Linked DNA regions of Danio rerio: regions 1 and 3 are each linked to region 2. Evidence: chromatin contacts called from public HiCAR-type and HiChIP or PLAC-seq data. All regions are on one chromosome and are shown on one strand. The core of a region is the stretch at or near the end of the contact, and the rest is flanking DNA. Distances in the headings are between cores, read along the strand shown. Region 1 holds the start of cpsf4 (cleavage and polyadenylation specific factor 4). Region 2 holds the start of actb2 (actin, beta 2). Region 3 holds the start of slc29a4a (solute carrier family 29 member 4a).

Evidence for each region. HiCAR-type assays count read pairs that join an accessible place to other places. HiChIP or PLAC-seq counts read pairs in DNA pulled down with a chosen protein or histone mark.
Region 1: a HiCAR-type map of caudal fin shows a contact between it and region 2, with 4 times the contacts expected there. The contact joins the promoter of cpsf4 here to the promoter of actb2 in region 2. A contact is called at or near these places in 3 of 18 Hi-C or Micro-C datasets (caudal fin, hematopoietic stem cells and an unstated tissue) and 3 of 4 datasets of contacts at active chromatin or transcription factors (caudal fin, embryo and gastrula embryo).
Region 3: an H3K4me3 HiChIP or PLAC-seq map of embryo shows a contact between it and region 2, with 4 times the contacts expected there. The contact joins the promoter of slc29a4a here to the promoter of actb2 in region 2. A contact is called at or near these places in 1 of 18 Hi-C or Micro-C datasets (caudal fin) and 1 of 4 datasets of contacts at active chromatin or transcription factors (embryo).

Annotation. Positions count from the first base shown.
Region 1 is chr3:39,235,995-39,238,782 of GRCz12tu, reverse strand. It overlaps cpsf4 (cleavage and polyadenylation specific factor 4), which reads right to left and starts at 1,501. Exons shown (of 8, transcript NM_131009.1): 1 at 1,106-1,501; 2 at 949-999; 3 at 703-855; 4 at 528-623. The coding sequence starts at 1,208.
Region 2 is chr3:39,483,684-39,486,599 of GRCz12tu, reverse strand. It overlaps actb2 (actin, beta 2), which reads left to right and starts at 1,312. Exons shown (of 7, transcript NM_181601.5): 1 at 1,312-1,324; 2 at 2,550-2,639.
Region 3 is chr3:39,261,654-39,264,581 of GRCz12tu, reverse strand. It overlaps slc29a4a (solute carrier family 29 member 4a), which reads right to left and starts at 1,312. Exons shown (of 11, transcript NM_001362610.1): 1 at 1,094-1,312.

The DNA.
Region 1 (2,788 bases), core at 252-2,751, 250 kb after region 2:
GGGTGACACATTCTACATCCTGCAGTATCATCATACAGTAAAGTTCTAAAGCTTTTAAGACTTTTTTAGGACTTTTAGTAGTTTTTTTTTCTAATATGAAAGACAATGGTTGCAGGTTTTCAGCATTCTTCAAGATATCTTCTTAGGTGTTCAACAGAAGAAAAACTCAGAGGTTTGAAACCGCTTGAGGGTGAGTAAATTGCATTTTTGGGTGAACTATCCCTTTAATTTCTACTTTTTAAACATTATTAGTTTAGTAAACTAGCTCAAGAGGCAAATATGAATAATTAATTATTATTAGTTATAATTAATTATAATATTTACATAAGCTATAGGCTTTTGCTTTATGTCTTTGGTTGACAATAAACTGTTACATTAGGGAGCTTTGTTGTTGTTAATATTGCTAATTATTTTAACTTTTTTCTACCCTGTAAAATGTTTTGACAAATCGCATATATATGTATGTGTGTATGTACGTATGAATGTATATGTATGTCAATATCTGGAAATTATAGCAAAAGACTTACCATGTTTACAAAAACCCCTATCATACCACGGGCAATCTTTAATCTTAGATTCTGGGTCAATGTGCAAGAATGGACACTCTTTATTACTGCACTCCCCTGCAAAACAATACAAACATTGTATTAGCATTATTAACAAACAAAATATAGATGGATGGATGGATATTACAATACTAACCAAATTTAGAGTAGAAATAACACTCGGGCATCTTAGTCATGTCGTACTCGTGTAAAAATTCACATTGATCTCCTTTCTTGCATAAGCCTCTAAGCCAATGCTTGCACACCACAGTCTTTTCTCCACTGATGTGTCTGAAGGGACACATTCCACCTGTCAAAAACGGGAAAGTTGAGTCATTGAGGGTCAATAATAATCTGATTTACACATGAACACTTCAACAAGCTTCTGAAATGCACAACTCACCTTTCATACAAGCAGCTCTCATGAAGTACTCGCATACAGCAGCGCCAGATTCTGGAAACAGAGAATATTTATCATTATTAAACTGTTTTCTGTGCTTAGTTAGTCTTATGTTTTGAAAAATAGACGAACATAAGCAAATATCCATCCATGAACTTACTATCCATTCCTGGAAATGGCAACGGCTGAGCGCCTAATTGTTGTTCAACAGCGATTTCAAGATCAAACTTGATGTGATCGACAGTGGCGATTAATTCCTGCATTTTGGAATTATATTGAGTATATTATTAATATTTTAACCAGCAGCTGAACCTCTTCTCGTTACAACACTTGATCAGAAAAGTAAAGCAAGTCTTAATGGCTAACAAGTTATCAGTTTGGCTTTGTTGTGGTTTAATATCAGACGTAAAAAAGAGAGAATGGCTGAAAAAGCACGCAGATATATTATCTATGTAAACGTTTTTTAATAAAGCGCAAGGGTGAACCGGTAAAGCAGAAAAACATTGTAAATAAACAGTTGGTTTCAGAAACGTCCACTTCCACAGCGCTGCTCGAGTGTGAACTCTGACCCACGAACTCTAGGCCATATAATCGATCACAGAGAATGGCGGTTTCTGGCAACGCGGGAGTGCACTTTATAATAGCTTATCTATACAACTTACAGTTTTGTATTGAAAGTGCATTTAAATGATGTATAATGTAATTTGACAATTTATTGTTAGAAGGCGACATATTTTAATAATGTGAAACGCTGTTGATCAGTGTGTTGGTTGTTGATTAAAAGGTCTGCTGTAGTCACTCGCGCCATGCAGCTTTATGAAGGAGTGCTGACAGTGGTGTGGTGTGGCAGGAGGTTCCTATTGACAAAGACAACTAGGATTTTAATGAGATAAATACGTTTATATGTTTAAAAAATATGATAAAATGTAGCTTTCATAAGTATAGATACAATCTAGAAGCTGTTTTTCCAAGAAATCGATATTAAATAGTGTTATTGGGAGCTTATTAAAACAATTTTCGAAACGTATGTTGCATTTCTACACTGTAAGAAAAACTATTTATACCCTTGGCTACTATTAATATTAAGATGGAGAGAAAACTTTTTTCAGCAGCATAAATCTGTTGTACATGATAAAATGAAAACCACGATAATCTCATTGATCAATATTGAGAAAATATCAGAATGATTTACAGTCATATTAAAACAAGAAAAGTTCAGATGGAAAAGCCTTTAAGTCCTATCTGAAATTTTCTTCTAAAATTTTTATTTTTTTCTGGATCCTGTGTTTATGACCAGTTATTTTACTTTATGATGATACATATTTCATTTTCACTGCTTTTAAAGTGAAATAACTGACCATAAAGGAGCAAAGTAAAATGCAAATTTTAGTAGAACACTTCAGATGGCACTTTTGCATCTGTACTCATATATTTGCTACTTTTTTACATTAGCTCAGCTGAATGAGTGTCCTGAACTTCAGAATTCCTAATCTGCAAAGTCTGGCCTACTTAAAATAAACAAATACATACATTTAAAGCATAAAATAACATTTTTTAAGACTTATTTCAAAGAAACCCCCATTTATCTTTTTTCCAAAAGCATCAGCTGTGTTTATTCTAATAAAAAAACAACAACTTAAGTGTCATTCTGAATCTTAAAAAAGAAAATACTATCAATGCATTAGCTGAAGCCCTATAGTTTCTCAGTTTTTAGTTTAAATACGCTGAAGGCGAAAGGGAAGCTAATTATAATACATCTGTATTGTAAATATGGATCATGTTACATTTATTGCAGTGATTTCAAAACAGTAGTTTCAATTGTTTTATAAAAGAAAACACTGTA
Region 2 (2,916 bases), core at 63-2,562:
TCCTTTGAGAACAACTTCATAAATATGTTTCTTATCATTATGCATGAATGGTGTACTGGGAGAGCTTTGGTATCAGAATTGAGATAAGAGACTTTGGCATTCTAAAGGACAATGACATTATCACACTGACAGTCAACAACACTTTATTGCTCTGGAAATCTTATGTCATGGGGCAAAGCTGAGGTTCATTAGGACAGTACCTTATTTAGAGATGAATGGGAAGGCTGTAGTGGGCTGCTATCAGGGAAGGGTGGTGGTCCTCGGGGGAACTATGGACTCACAAAAGCACATCTGCTGTAACAAGATCCCCTGTGCAATCTACAAAAGTTACAAAGAGAAGCATGGTTGGTTAAAAAATAGAATTGACTGGATATGCTGAATGCATTGTTTGTTGTGTGTTACATCACATTAACCACAGATTGGTGCTAAATATTTGCTTATCTTATAAAAACCTGTGTGTTTATAAAGGGGGGTGTGGATGGATGCTTGGCATTCTTTGAAAAGATGTTGGGGGATGGAAGGAGGAGACCTTATTGATGAGTATCCAGTTTGCAGATAACAAGTTTTTAGACATTCATACTATGATGCTGTTTATGTCTGTTTTTTCTCATTTTTTCTATACACAAACAGCTATAAAACATTCACTTTTATATCTGATGCTGTATATTAAATTTCGTTGTATTTATTCTGTTTGCTCTGTTGGGTCATAGCTAGGGCCAGACAGAATCTGCTGACATTTTTTGCTTTTTCTGCAGAGAATTTTGTAAACAATCTGTGATTTATGCGAGATTTTTTCGGGAGTATCGTAACTAAAAACTTACTATATGAAATAAAAAAAAATAATACCTTTTTAACTTTTAATAAATATATACAATGCAAGTCCACCTAGATCCAATTATTTGGTCGACAAAGCAAGTCTCTCACATAATATATCTTCTAAAAGACAGAAAACATTACTTTCAGACCATATTGTAATCAAATGAACACTTTCATATTAGTCAATAATATTACGGAAATGTATTTAAAAACTGAATAAACATATATTTACACCTTTGTCTTTATTTCTAGAGTGCTTTTACAATGTAGATTGTGTCAAAGCAGCTTAACTTAGAGGATTAGTATAGTAAATTGAAACTGTGTCAGTCCATTTTTTAAGAGTTTAAGTTCAGTTCAGTTTAGTTCAGTGTGAGTTAATTTTTACTGCTGAGAGTCCAAACACTAAAGAGCAAATCCAAATACACAAGTCAATAAATAAACTCAATGATGGGCTAAAGATCTGGGGAAATCTGCAGATTTCTGTGCGCACAGATTCTGTGTGGGCCTAGTCATTACCTATACTCAACGTTTACTCTGAGAAACTTCCATATTTTAGAGGTAAAATGCTCAGAATTGTAAAAAGTCTTGTCAAAATACTTGGAATTTGCCAAAAACAAAATAAAAGTCACATCACCTCATTGTCCTTGGTATCAGCAAGCACTTTTAACACAATCAGCTGTTTTTGTTTATAACTCCCACTGAAGGCCATGTGCATTACTCCCAAGTTACACAGTAAAAAGTCACATGTAGTTTATCATGATCACTGCTGCTCAAGCACAGCTTTATCTGTTATTCAGTGTGGCAATATCTGAAATGTGTGCAAAATATTATTTATTGTAGCTGATCACCAACACTTTCAGTGTTTTTTTTTTCTACTTTTAATGAGAATTATGTTCTTAGGATTTATCCTTATAAACCTCTTTAAAAAGAAATGTTATGTCTGCATAGACACGACATGAAATTATGAACAGAAAATTTAACTATTTAAGATCAAGACTTGACATATAACATTTCTAATGAACATTAAACCTGAGGTAGGCCCACTTGCAAAAATGTAACTGCTATCACTCACTTTATACATCATTGTGTAACTTGTACACACAAAAATAGTGAAGCAATGTGGCATGGAATGCAGGTCCCATTCATTCAAAGTTATTAAAGCACTTTCTTAAAGTGCATTACTACTGAGCTAAGACCAGCTAGTTGCTCATACAACATACTACAAGTAGTGTCATCCTAATTTGGATAAAAAAAATGTCCATTTTATACATGGAAAAGTACTCATTAGATCCCCCATTGTTTGTATTACGGTATTTCGTGAACACAAGAGGTAAATGACCTACAGAGCTGCTGTTGTGTTAGATTGAAAACACAACACAGGATCATGGAGGCATCCATCATTATGACGCATTCTGCCACTTGTAACTCTGCACAGACTTTTTGAAAAGTTTAATTGAGTCTTGGCGTTGTCGCAGAAAAATACGAAAAATTCTGTGTTAAAATTTGCAAATAAAAATTCCAGTTTTATAGGAAATCGCCATGGCCTTGTTCTTTAACCAGTTAAGCTTCCCCTTCTTTCACTCTCAAGTTGCAAGAAGCAAGTGTAGCAATGTGCACGCGACAGCCGGGTGTGTGACGCTGGACCAATCAGAGCACAGAGCTCCGAAAGTTTACCTTTTATGGCTAGAGCCGGGTATGTGCCGTCATATAAAAGAGCGCGCCCAGCTTTTCAGCCTCACTTTGAGCTCCTCCACACGCAGCTAGTGCGGAATATCATCTGCTTGTAACCCATTCTCTTAAGTCGACAACCCCCCAAACCCAAGGTGAGTTGGTTTTACAGTTTTTAAGCGTTTAATTATAGTTTCTATCTATTAATGTTAAGTAAAATGTGTAAATGGATAAATATGATTTGATGAAGTCTTTAGACAGTTCATAACGGTCTCTTTGTAGTTATCTACTAGGTTTGATTTATAAGTGGTGGTTCTTTTGATAATCTATGTTACATTTAATAAATATTGGCTGTATCTTAACTTTTTTGTAGCGTTAGTGGATGTGGCAGGTGAGAATGTCGGTAATTTAACGTGACCAGTCGTAGGCACG
Region 3 (2,928 bases), core at 63-2,562, 220 kb after region 2:
TTGATATCAGTGTTACGTCACTGACTAGAGAGCGGCTGGGCACATTTTGTGCCTCGTCTGAGCGTGTTGCTTTGTGTAAATAGTGAATAAACCAACTGGAAATGTTCATCATCAACTGTCGATCATTTAACTTTGTAAGCAAACAAAGATGTACAACAGCATATTCACCAAGCTGTCGTGCGGTCCGTATTATCACAGTGACTCATGTTGTTTAACTAAGATATAGCATGTCAACATGCAAATACAAGGCAGGAGCAGCACCTGCTTCTGAACTGTCAAGACCTGTCAATCATTATAGACTCCTCCTATTTACTATTGATGAGCAGTAAAGACACAATAATAACATTTATAAATATATAATAAAATATTCAAAAGCTTTCTAATAGGACACAGAGAGCTGATGAATGCAGATGAACTATTGGAGAGGAAATTAAAAGACCCTGATTCCCATATGCATTGTTGTATATTTGTGTATAATAATGTTATAATAATTTAATAAGTGAAATTAGTGTGAGAATTTGAGATTTTACAAAACAAGTTGCAAGGCACTCCAAATGCAGTTTCTGTGAAAACTTTTGCACCTGTAAACCATGGTTTTATTGTAGTAAAAATGGAGTACTCGTGTATTCTGGAGTGTTGATTACATTTTCAGTACAACCATATTAATAAAAATGCCGTGGTTATAAACTATAGTTAGTTTAGCCATTAAACAAGGTTAATTTGTGGATATAATTGGTTTAACTACAATAAATACCTTAAACATTCTGGTTAGCTTACTTTTCATAAGGACAAAATATGCTAAATAAACTAATCTACTTAGCTAATATGTTAATCAACGCTAGCTGCAAGGCTAATAAAAACAGCTGTATATCAACGCACGCCTTCCCGTGGACACATCACTTTTCTTCTTATCAAAATGTTTTACTCGTGGGAGAAAACCTTATTATGTACACAAAAATCGATATCTGCTTTATTTACCGTCCCTTGCCTTGTTATCGCAGCACATATTTCCATTATTCATCTAGCAGCGCTCATGCATCATTTTAAGACAAAAGCGATCCAGTCATCAGACAGACAACAGGTTCAATCTTACCCCCGAACAGTCAGATGCGTCTTTGCGCTCTTATTCGCATGTTCCTCCGTGCAACCGTAAGCCTTCTTCTCTACACAGAAAACCGTTTCATCGTCCGTGTGGTGTTGTTTGGGTTCTCCGGTGTAAATATCCTCCTGCACAAGGTGAAGAGGAACAGAGCCGCTGTCATTCTCCCACCCACACAGCGTTTGAATCGGTCTGTGAGCCTCCAGTCTGTCAAGGCAACCGCTTTCATTAGGATACTGCTTTAAAGACGCACTTCAGGATTTTAGTTGCATGATGCATATCTATACAGCAATAAATAATGGACACAGAGTAAAAATATTTGAATATTTTAAAATTACATACATATGAGACTAATCATAAAACATTTTACGCAAAAAAAATATTTCGCAAAAATTTTCAACAACAAATAATAGATTGGAGTAATGTAGCTGAAAAGAAATTTATTCTTAGATCAAATAATAAAATAGGTGTACAGTTTTTTTTTTGTTTTTTTTTTTGAAGATGTAAATATGTTTGTTTAACCATAACAAACAGTTTTAGGCTAAGCCAGCACTTTCCCTATCCAATCTTTTTTATATGAAAACATGGAGTAATCTCAAAATACAACTTTGTGTACACTGACTGAACCAGACTGATACCATTGTAGTGGGTTGAGACATGGGCTGATGTGACATTATAATGACATTATATTTTCGCAAAATGTACAGATTGGCTGTACACACAAAAATGTCAAGGTTTTATTTTCCGATTTACCCATTCTGGGACCCAGTTTGAAAAAAATAGTTTCAGTCTCTCAATATGCTGGTTCGGTTTGGATAACACCTATACGACACAACATTTTTTGCATATACATCTACTTGTCATCCTTGTCATCTGCCTTAGATTTTGAAGTTTATTAATATGCCAAAGAGATCCATATACGACAAGAAGAGGATCTTTTGCAGTACTTCTAAAATTCATGCATATATTAATTTTAAAATGAAACACAGGGGATAAACATCAACAACAGACAAAATGAATACATTTTTAAATCCATCCATCTATTTTCATTTCAGGCCATGTAAGAACATTTTAAGTAAAATAAAAGTAAAATAAAACTATTTTAAATATGTGACAACTGTACAGACTCTAGGTATTAAATACTTATAGATTAAAACTAAACTGGAAACAGGTGTGCAACATAATCAGTAACTATGAAAAAAAGATATGAACATGTAAGCTGTATTAAAATTTAGTGGATGCATCCTATAAAGAACAGACATTCAAAGTGTATCTACTGAAGTCCACAGACTGAATTACTTTGGAAAATAGGATTGTCTACATGTGGTTGATTTGTTGCATAGCAACTTGAGACAAAATGCCATTGATGAGAAGCAGTCATTTTTATACTGGTCTTTTTAGATATTATTATTAAACTGACATTTAAACTCTCTAAAAACAAACAGTGTGTTCAAACTGTCTAAATTTGTAAGCCCTGGGTCCATTGCATCTCATAAAAATCATTTCATATTATATGTTGTTTGTATTTTTACCAGCTGTATTGACAGATATCCAACTTAACCGAAATGCAAAACTTACATTCAAAAGTGTGTACAAATCTTATTATTTATTTTATTTTAGTCGAAATGTACTGTTTTAAACAGCACACAATAAATTCTGGGATATTCTGAGCCATAAAGGATCTGTCAGTTGTATCCTTTATTACCCTGAAAAAGAAAGAAACACACATTTGAAGGCCACATTTGAAGGGGGCTTTGAATTGAGACAGCTTTTGTCCTTCCAAAAGGAAACCATGCATATTTTGTTTGACATTTTTAGGCTAATTATTG